2 separate regions of the Sus scrofa genome follow, and region 1 is linked to region 2. A link is a contact called in public promoter capture Hi-C data. All regions are on one chromosome and are shown on one strand. The core of a region is the stretch at or near the end of the contact, and the rest is flanking DNA. Distances in the headings are between cores, read along the strand shown. Region 1 holds the start of SYMPK (symplekin). Region 2 holds the start of FBXO46 (F-box only protein 46).

Evidence for each region. Promoter capture Hi-C pulls out the DNA fragments that hold promoters and counts their contacts.
Region 1: a promoter capture Hi-C map of liver shows a contact between it and region 2, with 4 times the contacts expected there. The contact joins the promoter of SYMPK here to the promoter of FBXO46 in region 2. A contact is called at or near these places in 1 of 5 promoter capture datasets (liver), 1 of 47 Hi-C or Micro-C datasets (liver) and 1 of 2 datasets of contacts at active chromatin or transcription factors (skeletal muscle).

The regions. Positions count from the first base shown.
Region 1 is chr6:52,174,633-52,182,196 of Sscrofa11.1, forward strand. SYMPK (symplekin) reads right to left here and starts at 5,750. Exons shown (of 27, transcript XM_005664608.3): 1 at 5,568-5,750. It overlaps FOXA3 (hepatocyte nuclear factor 3-gamma), which reads left to right and starts at 6,463. Exons shown (of 2, transcript XM_003127229.4): 1 at 6,463-6,686. The coding sequence starts at 6,618.
Region 2 is chr6:52,062,844-52,070,574 of Sscrofa11.1, forward strand. FBXO46 (F-box only protein 46) reads right to left here and starts at 6,347. Exons shown (of 2, transcript XM_021094574.1): 1 at 6,266-6,347.

The DNA of each region.
Region 1 (7,564 bases), core at 4,500-6,999, 110 kb after region 2:
GGGGTTCCCTTTGTGGCTCAGCAGGTTAAGAATCCGACTAGTATCCATGAGGATGAGGGTTCAATCCCTGGCCTCAACCAGTGGGTTAAGGTTCTGGTGTTGCCATGAGCTGTGGTGTACATAATCAGTGTGGTTTGGATCCTGCATTGCTGTGGCTCTGGTGTAGGCCAGCAGCTGCAGCTCTGATTCGACCCCTAGCCTGGGGATTTCCATGTAGGTGTGGCCCTAAAAATGAAAAAAATAAAAATTTAAAAAATTTTAGGGCGTTCCCATCATGGCGCAGTGGAAATGAATCTAACTAGGAACCATGAGGTTGCAGGTTCGATCCCTGGCCTCACTCAACAGGTCAAGGATCCGGCGTTGCCGTGAGCTGTGGTGTAGGTTGCAGTCACAGCTCAGATCCCATGTTGCTGTGGTTGTGCTGTAGGCTGGTGGCTACAGCTCCAATTAGAGCCCTAGCCTGGGAACCTCCATATGCTGCAGGCATGGCCCTAAAAAGACAAAAAGACCAAAAAAAAAAAATTTTTTTTTTTAAATTAAAGGGGGTAGGGAACTTTTGGGCATCTGTCCCAAAGTCACACTGGCAAAATTATGAAATAAGCAAGATATCAATTATAGGACTGCTCCTAAGAGCAAAAGACTATTATCTATCCAAATAAGTGTTCTCAAATAGGGATATTGGCTGAAAAACTATGATATATCCACATAATAAGATACCATGCAACTGTAAAAAGGAATGCGGAAAGGGAAAAACAGGAATGAGGAAAATATCTCCATACACTGCTAAACAGTGGGCTCTAGCAGATATTAAGTAAAAACAAGCTAAGTGAGGAGTTCCCATCGTGGCGCAGTGGTTAACGAATCCGACTAGGAACCATGAGGTTGCGGGTTCGATCCCTGGCCTCGCTCAGTGGGTTAAGGATCCAGCATTGCGGTGAGCTGTAGTGTAGGTTGCAGACACAGCTCAGATCCTGCGTTGCTGTGGCTCTGGCGTAGGCCGGGCTACAGCTCCAATTCGACCCCTAGCCTGGGAACCTCCATATGCAGTGGGTGTGGCCCTAGAAAAGGCAAAAAGACAAAAACAAAAAAACAAAAAAAAAACCCCGCAAGCTAAATGAAGACAATGTTCATGCATGTTTCCTTTTTATAAATAAGAGAGGTGGTTCCCATTGTGGCTCAGTGGTAATGAACCCAACTACTATCCATGAGGACTTGGGTTCCATCCCGGGCCTCACTTAGTGGGTTAGGGATCCAGCATTGCCGTGAGCTGTGGTGTTGGTCACAGATACAGCTTGGATCTGGTGTTGCTGTGGCTGTGGCGCAGGCTGGCAGCAACAGCTCCAAATCCCCCTAGCCTGGGAATATGCTGCGGGTGCAGCCCTCAAAAGGAAAAAAAAGAAGAAAAAATGAAGGTAACATATCCACATATTTAAAAAAAAAAAAGAAAGTAGAAAAGGGAGGAAATAGTTAAAAAAAAAAAAGATGGATCTCAATGTATTATCAGGAAAAGATGACAATGACAACCTGACACATCACAGGAAAATGTATACAATTCAACCAACTTTGGCCAAGTTTGTGTCTGTAACCCAGAATAACCTGAGGCAAAAAACTGGGTGTCAGCTGCCTCTTCTGTAATACAGGGATGGTAACAGTGTTTACCTCCCAGGACTATTCTGAGGAGGAGTTAGTATACATAGTAAACATGAGATAAGTACAGCTACTATTTTTATTGACCTAAAGGCTACTGCATAAGCAGTAAATAATCTGAGGAAGGTGAAAAAGATGCTTTCTATTTATTTATTTGTCTTTTGTCTTTTTAGGGCCACACCCGCAGCATTTGGATATTCTCAGGCTAGGGGTCGAATTGGAGCTATAGCTGCCAGCCTACACCACAGCCACAGCTACGATGGATCCTTAACCCACTGAATGAGGCCCAGGATCGAACCCGAAACCTCATGGTTCCTAGTTGGATTCGTTTCCTCTGCGCTATAAGGGGAACTTCAAAAGATGCATCTTTTAAAAGAAACACAATATGCTGTACAGAGTAGTTAATTCAAAAGGTATCTGCTGAATGAACACACCAGTGTCCTTTCCAGTCTCCGTGCAGCCTATCACGGCCACATCTCACTTAGTCAAAGCCTAGACTTTATGTGATCTGGCCCCTCCTATCTCTGCCCTCATTTCTCTCTGCTCTCCCTCCTTATTTCCTTCAGGTCTCAACTCAAATATCCCAGCAGTGAGGTCTTCTCTGACCATCCTATTTCAAACTGCAATTTCCTCTCCCTCTCCATCTGTGTCACTTTGTTTTTCTCCATGGCATTTATTATCATCAACACAAACATGTTTATAGGTTCTCAGAGATTTGTGTGTATGTGTTGTGTGTTCACTTTCTCTAGCCCCAGCATGGAACACTGCTTGGCATCTAGTAAGTGTTCAAGAAAAATCTGCTGAGCAAATGCCAAAGGGCTTCAACCATCACTGGGCTTGGTTAGTATCCCTACCTTTTGGCTCTAAAATGCGTGGGGAAAAACAAAAGAAAGAAAAACAGGTAATACTTATTGAACATTTAAAATGCGCTGGGCACAATTCTAATACATATTAATTTATTTAAACCCACAACACCAACTCTGTGAGGTAGGCACTCTTTTTTTTTTTTTTTGGTCTTTTTAGGGCCACTCCTATGGCATACAGATGTTCCCAGGCTAGGGGTCCAGCAGGAGCTGTAGCTGCTGGCCTATACCACAGCCACAGCAACAGGGGATCCGAACGACATCTGTGACCTACACCACAGCTCAGAGCAACACCAGCTTCTTAACCCACTGAACAGGGACAGGGATTGAACCTGAGTCCTCATGGATACCAGTCGGGTTCATTACTGCTTAGTCAGAATGGGAACTCCTGAGGTAGATACTATTTTTTTTTTTTTTGTCTTTTTTTTTTTTGCTATTTCTTGGGCCGCTCCCGCGGCATATGGAGGTTCCCAGGCTAGGGGTCGAATCGGAGCTGTAGCCACTGGCCTACACCAGAGCCACAGCAACGTGGGATCCGAGCCACGTCTGTAACCTACACCACAGCTCACGGCAACGCCGGATCGTTAACCCACTGAGCAAGGCCAGGGACCGAACCCACAACCTCATGGTTCCTAGTCGGATTCGTTAACCACTGCGCCACGACAGGAACTCCTAGATACTATTTTTTAATTGTTTATTTATTTTGTCTTTTTAGGGCTGCACCCACAGCACATGGAGGTTCCCAGGCTTGGGGTCTAATCAGAACTGTAGCTGCTGGCCTCGGCCACAGCCACAGCAACACCAGATCCAAGCTGCATCTGAGACCTATACCGCAGCTTACAGCAACGCCAGATCCTTAACCCACTGAGCAAGGCCAGGGATCGCACCCACAAACTCATGGTTCCTAGTCGGATTCTTTTCTGCCGTGCCACAACAGTAACTCCTGGGAACTCCCTATTTTTAATCTCCATTTTACAGATGAGGAAATTTGAAATTCAAGTAGGTAAAGTCACTTGATCAAAGGCTCACGACTTGTAAGATGCAGACCTAATGGGGTGGCTGCAGAATCTAGCCTTCTCACCACTGTGCTGGACTGCTTCTATAAAAAGAACTGCTTCCCCACCCCAGGTCTGTTCATGCAAGTCAAACGGTATGGCCACCCAATAATCCAGTATCTGCTGCTCCCCATCAGAACATAATGAACCTTTTTACTTTGAACCTTTCCACTCTTTTCAAGATGAGACTACATGGATCCACCCAAACTTTTTACCGTGTCTTTCCTCTTCCACTTTTTGTTTTTTTTTTCCCCAAAACGTATGCACATATTTCCTTTTCTTTCTTTTTTTTCTTCTTTTTCTTTTTACACCCACTGCATATGGAAGTTCTCTGGCCAGAGGTCAAATTGGAGCCACAGCCATGGCAACACGGGATCCAAGGGATCCAAGGGGCATCTGCGACCTCCACGGCAGCTTACTCCAACATCCTTAACCCGGGATCCTTAACCCATTGAGCGAGGCCAGGGATGGAAGCTACACCCTCAAGGTCAAGGTCAGGTCCTAACCTGCTGAGCCATAACCAGAACTCCCTCCCCTCATTCCTTTTTCTTTCTTTCTTTCGTTTTCTTTTTCTTTTTTGCTGTTTAGGGACGCATCCACTGCATGTGGAAATTCCCAGGTTAGGGGTTGAATTGGAGCTGCAGCTGCCAGCCTATGCCACAGTCACAGCAACACCAGATCCAAGCCATTTCTGCGATCTACACCACAGCTCACAGCAACGCTGGATCCTTAATCCACTGAACGAGGCTAGGGTCAAACCAGCATCCTCGTGTACCCTGGTCGCGATCATTAACCGCTGAGCCACAAAGATAACTCCCCCTCATTTATTTTTAACAGTTGCATAATATTTTATTATGTGACTGCTCACTGCCCCCCAACCCCGCCAGTCTCCCTACTAAAGACATCTGCGGTGGTTGTAGTCTTTTGCTACTACCAACAAACATTTCTTCCTCTTCCGGATCTCTGGAGCACTTTTTTTTTTTTTTTTTTTTTTTTTTTTTTTGCTTTTTAGGGCCGCACCTGCAGCAAATGTAAGTTCCCAGGCTAGGGGTAAAATCAGAGCTGCAGCTGCCAGCCTACACCATAGCCACAGCAACGCTGGATCCAAGCTGTGTCTGATCTATGCTGCAGCTTCCAGCAATGCTTGCCTCAACCCACAGGGCGAGCCCAGGGATCGAACCCGCATCCTCACGGATACTAGGTGGGTTTGTAACCCGCTGAGCCACAACAGGAACTCCCCCGCGTATTCCTTAGGGAGTCCAGTAGGAAGTCCCACTGCCCTACTCCCACCCGGGCGTATGACCACTCCTCTCATACACAGAGTGGTCCCATGACTATCTTTCATTCATTCAACGAACATTAACTGAGCATTTTTAGCGTAACCGTGCTGTGCTGGGAACACGGCGGTGACCAACACACACCCAGTCCCTGCCCCCGTGGAATTCGTGGTCACAGACAGAACTAACGAGCCACACAAATAAAGGCCCAATAACAAACGAGACCCCAAATGACTGAAAGGAAAGGAACAGGGACCCATGAGAGCATAAAACAGGCGGACTGCGGAACGGAGGGCGGGAAAGGAGGGCTTGGTAGAGGAAGTGACGTTGGTACGGAGACCCAAAAGATGAATGGGAGTTAGCCTGGCGGAATGAGTAAAAGGGATGTTGAGACAGAGGGGACTGCATGTGCAAAAAGCCTGAGGCGGGAAGGCGTACGGCGAGTGTGCGGAACCGAGAGGCCAGAGCAGGTGTGCAAAGTGAGGAACCAGCAAAGAGGCAGAGCCGCGGCCCGCGGGGCGTACGCGCCTTGGGGGCCACGTTGGAACTTTGCCCTGAGGGCACTAAGCAGCCACGGGAGGGTCCTGAGCCGGGGAAGACACTGCGGTCCCGAGAGTCACTGCTTCCCTCTCCTCTCAGCGTCCCCATTGCCCCCGACAGCGCTTCTGCCCTTTCAGCGTTCTTTCTCCCTTCGTCCCCGGGCCCCCACGCCACCCCCCGCTCACCACGGCTCGGGCCTCCGTCCCCCTCGCGCCCCCTCAGCAGCGCCTCTTCCCAGACGCCGCCGCCGCCATCTTCCGCTCGCCGCCGTGACACTGCGCACGCGTCCCGCACGCAGAGTCGCTGGGAATTGGAGTCCACTCTGCGGCCGGACTCCGCCCCTACTTTCTGCCGCGCCAGCGGCCTTCCTACTACGCCCTTCATTTCCGGCTTTGGGGCGCCAAGCCTTCTGGGAAATATAGTCCTTTGACGGGGGCTGGACGGAAAGGGAGATAGAGGCTTCTGGGAAATGGAGTTCTCAGTGGTTCTGGGTCCCTGGACGGCTGCTGTTAGAGAGAGCGGAGAGTCCCGGAAGCGAAGCTCCTAGGTGTTGGAAGTGGTCTGTTGCCCTAGTGAGATATGAGCAGAGGCCCCGATCCCCTCCACCTTTGGTCTTGGCCATTTACACGGTCTGCAACATTTCCGGCGATCAGTAGCTTCAGTCTTCCAGTCCGTCGAATGAGAAATGTGATTTCGAGGATCACTTACTGTCCTTAGAGGAACACATGGGGATCTCTGGAGACCGCTTCGCCTCTAAGCGCCCTTTCTTTCGCAGCAGACATGCTGGTCTCTGGCTGTTCGCTGGCTCCGGTCGAGATGGGTAGAAGGGTGGGGCCCTAGAGTTCTGCCCTCGAGGCTGTTATTACTGTCAGAAGTATCTCCCATCTGTAGCTCCCTCGCTCTTCAGCCATCTCCAGCTCTCACGTCCCCGGGCTGCGGCTCCCGGCGCCTGAGGTCTGTCTCCTCGCAATCCCGCAGGGGGCGCCCCAGTACGGGCACACCGCCCTCGGGGAGGCGGGAGGGGAGCCCAGGGCGGGCAAGGGCGGGTGGGGGGAGCGGTTGTCTCGACTATAAAGCGCGGCCGCCTCCCGCGGCGCCCGGGACGGCTGGGACCCTGGGCGGTCGGACGGACCGGCGCCGGTCAGGACTCGGGCCGTGCCGGCTGAGGGATCCGAAGCGCCGCTGCGATCCCCCCGGGGCCGGAGCAGGGGCGGGTGGGGGCGCAGGCCCGGGGGATGCTGGGCTCGGTGAAGATGGAGGCCCATGACCTGGCCGAGTGGAGCTACTATCCGGAGGCGGGCGAGGTGTGTCCTCGGGGATGGCGGAGCGGGAAGTGGGGGGCGGGGGGAGGAATCAGGGTGCGGATCTAAATGGGGGGCAAGGACTGGGGTATGGACTCAGATGGGGGCCCCGACTGGAACTGGGGAGCAGAGGAACTGGAGACACGAAGACCAGGTGTGCAGGAGTCAAGAAAGGGGGACAATGCATGAGAGCGCGGCTTAGGCAGTCTAGTAGGAGTGAGGGCTTAAAAGAGAGTCAAGAAGATTTAGGCAAGGGTCAAGTCATAGTTTAAACGTGAGAGCTGGGTGTCAGGGACCTAAAGTCCGAGGAATTAAAGTGAACAAACCAAAGATAAGACTCAGAGCTGGGGGATTAGGAAATGGGGTCCAGAATTGGGGGAAAAGGTAGGGACTAAGAGATGGGAGGTGGAGGGAGGTCACCATTAAGGGAAGTCTGAACTGAGAGCTCAGGGTTAAAGTTCAATGTTAAAAATGGGGGTTCTGGGGTAGAAATAAGAATTGGGGTTCCAGGATAAGGATTGGGGCTGCCATCTGCTTTAAAGTGAGACGTAGGAGTTGGGGCTCAGATAAAGAGATGAAAATGCTTAGAGATGAAGCTTGGTTTGGAGAGTGAGAAATAACAGGTGATTTAGGAACTGGGGCTCAGTTAGAGACAGAAGGGGTCAGAGTTGGGATCCTGAGAGCAGGGGATGTGGCAAGAGCATTGGCGGCAAAGGGGGGTAACACTCCCCCATCCCTAATCATGACCCTCACCCCTCCCAGCTGAACTTCAGAGGTTTAATTGTTATTAGAGACCCTCAGCAGGGATTCTCCTTGTTGGGAGTCTGGAGGGTTTCAGATTTCACACCCCCCACCCCATCTTCCAGCAATCTCCACTAATT
Region 2 (7,731 bases), core at 5,097-7,596:
GGACACAGCTTTGTGGCTGAGCTTTGAATCCAAGTCTGGCTGACACCAGCATGCACGTAGCTCCTTCGCTGAGTTTAGGGACCATTTTTCCTGGATCATCTTGTTCAGTCCTTAGGGCCTTTGCACTCTGTTTCCCTCTGCCTAGAATACTCTTCCTCAGGTATCCACAGGGCCCCCTCCCGTCCCTCCACCAGGTGTTGCTCAGAGATCACCTGCCTTGACCTGCATTGACTTAAAACTGCAGCCCTCGCCACAGACTCACACACTGTCCTTCCCAGATTTGTTTTTCTCCTTAGCACACGTTACAATCTCACCCACTCCCGATTTTGTTTATAAAGCTTAGTGTCGGCTTCCCTTACTGAAATGAAAGCTTCCCCAGGGCTGATATTTTCATCTCGTTTTTTGATTTTTCCACTGCTATCTTCCCAGCTTTTAGAACAGTACCCAGTGGTTGGCTACTACCAGTGGGCTCCCTCGAGGAGCAGCTGCTGGGGGGTATTAGAAATGCAGTCTTGGGGAGATTCCATTGTGGCCTCGTGGGTTAAAAATCTGACATAGTGTCCGTGAGACCGCCGGTTTGATCCCTGGCTTTGCTGACTGGGTTAAGGACCCCATGTTGCCACAAGTTGTGGGGTCGGTCACAGATGTGGCTCAGATCCGGCATGGCTGTGGCTGTGGCTATGGCCAGCAGCTGTATCTCTGATTTGGATTTGACCCCTAGCCTGGGAATGTCCATATGCCACAGGTACAGCTGTAAAAAGAAAAAAAGAAAAAAGAAACGCAGTATTGGGCTCTGCCCTACACCTGCTGGATCAGAACGTGCACTTCAACAAGCTCTCTGGGAGATTCGCATGCACATTTCAGTTCGAGAAGGAACACCCCAGCACGTCGCAGGTGTGCAGTGTGTGTTTGTTTGAATAAACCCCTAACACTGCCATGCTGTCTGCCTTCTGCACAGCTGCTACTGGGACCTCTGGTGAGAAACGAGCTGGTCCAGCCAAGTCCACCAGCAGAAATCCTGCTCCCGGGACCGAGGCAGGATGCCACCTCCTCCGAGGGCTCTCCTGGTGCCCTCCTAAGCCACCCAGGATCTCTTCCTCCTGAGGCCTCCTCTTATAGCACCTGTCACCTGTCATTGCTGAATGACAAGGACCTGCTCGAGGGGCCCCTCTCCCCTCCATCCTCTGGGTTTCCGGAGGGCTGGGCCCTCTCCTCAAAGGCACTTCTCCGCTTGGCTCCCTGACTTGGTTTAGCTCTTCCGGCTCCATCCTTTCCATGGCAGCCAGAGATCTTTGCAAACACATATCCGACGGCATCACTCCCCTGCTTAAAACCCTTCCAGGAGAGGTGAGAGTTGGCAAAACAAACAAAACATGCCCGTGAACCCTTTCTTGGGAAACCCGCTGGAGGATCTGCTTCACCAAAGTGCAGGAGTACACCAAGAAAAAGGAAGCTATTAGATCAAGGAAAGATCTAGCCCGGAAGACAGGCCAAAGGAAGGAAGGCCCAGATGAAGGTAAAGACAGCGCGTCAGACAGCTGTGCGGCAGGTCCAGGGAGAACCCGCCACCGTAAAAGCACAGAGAAAGGCGGACAATGAACAAGCTAAGCCTGCCACTTCAGAAGCTGGAAACAGTATCAACCACAGATAAACCGAAGACAGAAGGAAGGAAATGATTTTTTAAAAAAAGCAGATGCCTGACTCCCATGCTGATTCAGGTGATGCTCCCCTCCCCGACCTTGGCCTCCATCCCGGGGTCGAGGAGGTCAGAGGGCTGGGCACAGCGCCGTGCCCAGGAAATACACTTGGCCACAGGCATACGGGCGTCGGTGGCAGGACCCCAGGGCTCTGCTCCTGCTCCTTCTATCCTCCCCTCTCTCTACCCTGACAGCCCTGCTACCCCTTTGTCCGCAGTCCCGATCCATCCATCCTCATCCGGACGCGGGGTCTGCTGGTCTCTCTCCCCTTCTCAAGTGTTCCTCTCTGAGAGCTCCCTGATGGCAGGAATCATCCAAATAAATCTGCAGGATCTAGAGATCCAGCGGGTAGCCAGAGTCCAAACAGAGCCGCCAGCCCCCCAGCTTTCCCACTCCCCAGGGTGTGACTGTAGGCAGGGTCCTTAGCCTCCTGTGCCTCAATTTCCCCCACTGTAAAACACAGATAATAATGGCACCCACCCAAGGGCTGGCTGATGAGTCACTGAGATCTCGGGGCCAGCGAGGCACCCAGGAGAGGCCAGTACGAAAGTGCCAGGATTATGAAGAAAAGGTGAGACTACTGAAGAGTCTGACCGCCACGGACCGAGCCAAAGACGTCCTCTTTATTTCACATTCTGAAATGAAACCGATCGGAATCCCTCACACTAATCAGCATATGGCCATCCCTCTGTTATCACTGGGTCCTGGGGCTCACCTAGTAACTAAGCGGTATTTACAGAGCAGCTACCCTGGGCCAGGCACTGGTCTGGGCAGCAGGGAATACGCAGGGGCCTGGAGACGGAAATCCTTGTCCTCCAGGATCGGAGAGAGGGGAAAATAAAGAGTCAAATTCAAGGTGCTGCAGGGAAGCAAATACAGCAAGTAGAGGGGATCAGGAATGGAAAGTGGGAGTTAGGATCTTTTTTTTTTAATTTTTTTTAGGGCCACACCTGCAGCATATGGAAGTTCCCAGGCTAGGGGACGAATCAGAGCTACAGCTGCCGGCCTATACCGCAGCCACAGCCACACAGGATCTGAGCCACGTCTGCGACCTCCACCACAGCCACTGCAACTTGGGATCCAAGCCCTGTCTGCAATCTACACTACAGCTCACGGCAAGGCTGAATCCTCAACCTTCTGAGCAAAGCCAGGGATGGAACCCACATCCTCATGGATACTGTGGGATTCGTTTCTGCTGCGCCACAACGGGAACTCCCTTTCTTTTTTTTTTTTCTTCAATTTTTGGCCGCCCCATGGTATATGGAGCTCTCAGGCCAGGGGTTAGATCTGAGTCGCAGTTGTGACTAATCTGCAGCTGCAGCAACACTAGATCCTTGACCCACTGTGCTGCGCCAAGGATTGAACCGTGTCCTAGCACACCAGAGATGCTGCCGACCCCATTGCTCCACAGCAGGAGCTCTGGGAGTTATGATCTTAATTGAAGGGTCAGGAGAGTATCAAAGAGCAAGTGGCAAGATAAGCATTTTAGAAAACCTGTACTTTTAGAAATAATACACCTTTTTTTGGGGGGGGGGCTGCGCCCAAGACATGTGGATGTTCCCAGGCCAGTGGTTAAACCCTCACCAAAGCAGTGACAATGCCAGATCCTTAACGCACTGAGCCACCAGGGAACTCCTAGGAATAATACAGCTTTACCAGAGCTGCCAGAAATATACCATTAGAAATGGTAAAAATATCATTTTGTATGAGTAAGATAAGCACAGGCTGCAAACACATTTAAGATTTGAAGAAAAGGCAAAATCACTTGGAAAGGAGACACAATTTCTAAGACAAACCAACAAAGGAAAGGGGGGAAAAAAAGTGTCACGTCACCCCAGATGTGACAAACAGGTACAGGGATGAGGAAGAAGTTGGCAACTCTTCTCCAAACCAACAGATTTTCAGATAATTCACTGAGACCAGGGGATAAAATGTTAAAAATCCAGGAAAGCAATGACCACCAGGCAAAGCTGGCACAAGGGACTGAAAATGAAGCAGGGATAGAAACACCCAATCCAGAAGAAAGAACACAAATGCCACCAGAGCTGTAAAACTGCCCCAGTGTTATGACAACAGCAAGCTCCCCAAGGGCCAGGTATTGGCCTGAACCTGGTACAAGCCCTGGCACATAGTAGTACCCTAGCAACACGCAGGGGGTGAACCCCCAATTCTCCAGAAGAGGAAACCGAGGCCCAGAGAAGTTAAAGGACTTGCCCAAAGTCACAGAGCAGGTGGGTGATGGGAGTCAGGATTCGGCTCTGGGTGTCCTGGTTCTGGAGCACGTGCGCAATACATTTTTCTTGGAGAAACAAAATTATTCAAAAGACCTCACACTTGTTAAAGGCTTACTACGCACTAGGCACGTTATACATGTTACCACATCGACCCTTGACAAGAGCCTCGTGGTTGGAAGGTGGTCCCATTTTACATACGAGAAAACTGAGACCCAGCAATGGGAATGCAACTTGGCCAAGGACACACAGCAGCAGAGGTGGGGATATGAATGTGGGCCTATCTGTAGCCAATGCTTTTCACCCTAAGCTCTCCTATCAGAGTCAGAGACCTTATGGGTCAACTCAGGAAGCCTCACAACAAATGAGCCCATTTCAAAATGACTTAGAAAGTTGCCACACTGCCCAGGGAAGTCCTAAGGACCAAAAGGGTGGGGGGGGGCAGAAAACCCACACAGTTGTTAGAAATAGTTCCTGCTCACTGAAATACCTGGAGTTGGGCCAGGCTGGGCATGGGCGAGTGAATTATTTATCTTTGGCTGTGGCTAGGAATGGGAATGGGGACAGATTGAATTTCTGAGCACCCCCTCAAGGAGTGACCCTTGGACCTAGGAGCCCAGGGGTAGAGAACTAGAAGGCAGCCTGGCTGATGTTTTCCTCACTGGTCCTTCACTACCGCCCTCTCTCAAGTCTGAGTTTCTCATTGCCATTCAAAAAAAAAGACAACTCATACGTATCAAGCGCGTACTCCAAGCACGTGACCTGCTTCCCTCCCCAAACCCTCTAACCATCCTAGGGTTACTGATCCCACTTTACAGTTGAGGAGCCGCTCAAAGACTTACTCAAGGTCACACAGTAAGTAAGGAGTAGAACTAAAATTCAAATTGAGGAGCTCTCTTGTGGCCCGGTGGGTGAAGGATCTGGCATTGTCACTGCAGCAGGCTCAGGTCACTGCTGTGGTGGGGGTTCGATCCCTGGCCCCGGCGAACTTTTAGATGCCAAGGGTGGGGCCAATACATAGATAAATAAATAAAATTCAACCTGAAGACTGCTTTCAGTTCTCAAGTCTCTGCCCTACTCATGACACTTCAGTACCAGGAAAGGGGACTGTATTACAGAGCTGAGAGCACGGACTCTGAGCCAGGATGCCGAGGTTGGACTCCTGAGTCAACCACTCATGCTGGCTGACCTTGGAAAAGTTGCTGAACCTCTCTGTGCCTCTGCTTCCTCTCTGTAGGATGGAGACAACTTAAGGGGTGTTGTCAGAATCAAATGAGTTAATACAAACAACTACGAACAGGGCCAGGCACTTCCTAAACAATTAGTGTGAGCTGGAGTTGACTGTGGGGAACCCCTGCATGCTTCTGAGCGGGGCTGTGCCCAGATCAGTGCCAGAGTTTGAGAAAACGCCCCTGGGGCTGGGCTGAAAAAGAGGGAATCCATTAGCACCTGTGACCCAGTCACATTCCTGGAGCAGGGAACTTCCCACCAACAGCTCTGGGATGCAAGCCTCCTCTCTTCTCAGCGGCATTTTGTTCCCACGATACAGATAAGGGCACTGAGTTTCATAGAGAGGGGACACTTGCCCAGGTCGCAAAGGAATGGCAGAAGAAAAGAACTGAGTGCTGGACCGTCTGTACACATAAACCACTACACTTTTCTAAATCCCATTAGAGAAATGTGAGTGCAAAAGGTTGTCTCGATGGCCCTTTCTGGCCATATCATCCTACAGTTCTGTGACTGTCCAGTTATCGGGAGTCTCTGGCTGGGCTAAGTAAACTATCGCTACATGCAGGCCCCTAATCTCATGCTCCTCACCCCACCCACAGTCCCGGGTCCTAACCTACACACCACTCTACCATTGATTTCTCTCTTCTACCATCTCAGCTTGTCCTCCTGCCCCCAATCCGATCCAGAGGCTCCAACCCACGGCATCCACAGCTGGCCTCTCCCTCCGGAGCCTCCAGACCCCCTCATTCATCTAGCACTGACTCCTAATGCCTTTCAACATCCCCTAGGCTAAACCCCTCGAAATTGCCCCCTTCAGTGCCTCTGTCTGGACGCCCAGCCCCTTCTCCAACTCGGGACTCCTTCCTCCAGCTCTGAGCTCCCTTACAATCAATCCCAAAGCTCGACTCTCTCCCCATCTTCAAGACCCATCCCCAACCCCCATTCTTCTACTACTCTCTCCGGCTCCCATTTCTCCCAATCCCATCCCCCAAACGATCTCCCCTCATCCAGCCCCTTCTTTAGCTCCTGCCTCTTCCCTCTCGCCACCGGGTCCCAAACGCCCGCCCCAGTTCGCAAGCGCCCCTGGCCCCAGCTCAGCGTTCTCACCATCTCCCCGCGCTGCAGCTCCCTCGGCTACGCGGGTTTCCCCCACTCGCTCCTCTCCAACCTCCCCTTCCGGGTTCCCGCCCCGAAGCCCGCTGGGAATTGGAGTCCGGGAGGCCGCAGACTACAACTCCCGGAAGGCAGCACGGTCAAGCTTGGAGGTGGGGAAAGAAGCAAACTGGGCGGGCTCAGGAAAAGAATGACTCTAACTCCCGGGAGACAGAGAGCGTGTGTGCCTGGTAGCGCAGGCGCAGAGAGCGCCCACGCCAAGCCCGCTGGGAAATGGAGTGCAGTCTCCTCCATTTTGGCCCTGGGCTTTTGGAAACGGAATTGAGAAAATTTAAAAGGGGCGTTTGTGTGGGGTGGAGAGTTGGGAAAGAACCAGTTTATCGATTTACTTAAACTTATTTACGTGTTAATTAATAGCGCCTTTCTCACTTTCCCATCCATTTTTCCTCCTGGGTTGTTTTATTTTGGTTTTTTTTGGAGCCACCCCTACCCCACATGGAACTTCCCGGGCCAGGGATCGAACACATGCAGCTGCAGCGACCCGGGCGCTGCAGTGACAAGTCTGGATCCTTAACCTACTGCACCACAAGAGAACTCCCCCTGGTTTTCTTACCACCACCTAATTTACAAGTATGGGAATTAAGCCTTAGGATGGAGGAAAACCAGATGCATTAGACATTTGTGCACATCGTAGTTATAATAGAAGCTCCAAGAGGACAGGCCCCTTTGTGTATCTTGTACAAGCACCCAGGACAATGGAAATAAGTGTTGAGTAAAAATGTATTGCATGCTAATTTTATGCCAGACACTGCAGAGAACCCCAGTAAGAATTATCCCAAATATATAAAAGTTAAGGCAGAAAGATGGAGTCCCCACTGTGGCACAGCGGAAATGAATGGGACTAATATCCATGAGGATGTGTGTTCGATCCTGGTCTCGCTCAGTGGGTTAAGGATCCGGCGTTGCGGTGAGCTGTGGTGTAGGTGAGCTGTGCTGTAAGTGGTAGACGCAGCTCAGATCCCGTGTTCCTGTGGCTGTGGCAGTTGCAGCTCCAATTTACCCTTAGGCTGGGAACCTCCATATGCCGCGGGTGCGGCCCTAAAAAGAAAAAGAAAAAAAAAAAGTTAAGGCAGAAAGAGATTGAGCATATTCTCCATGGCAACACAGCAAGAAAATGATTTGAACTGAAATATTTTAGACACCAGGATCTCTACTCTCCACTAGGTTGCTAGATCGCCTCCCCTTAAGCTATGTTTTCCTGCCCATCCTCCTCATGAGCCATAAGAGTGAACTTTCTAAAAGAGAGAGTCGGCTATATTAAAGAACATAATTTCAAGCGGTGAACTGCCACTAAGGCCCGATTCCAGTGGCCCTCCTCTTTGAATCTTTTCTGTTTATGGCCCTTTAATGCAGCCTCTGCCTCACTAGTCTCACACTCTGTGAGCCTGCACTGGGAAGAT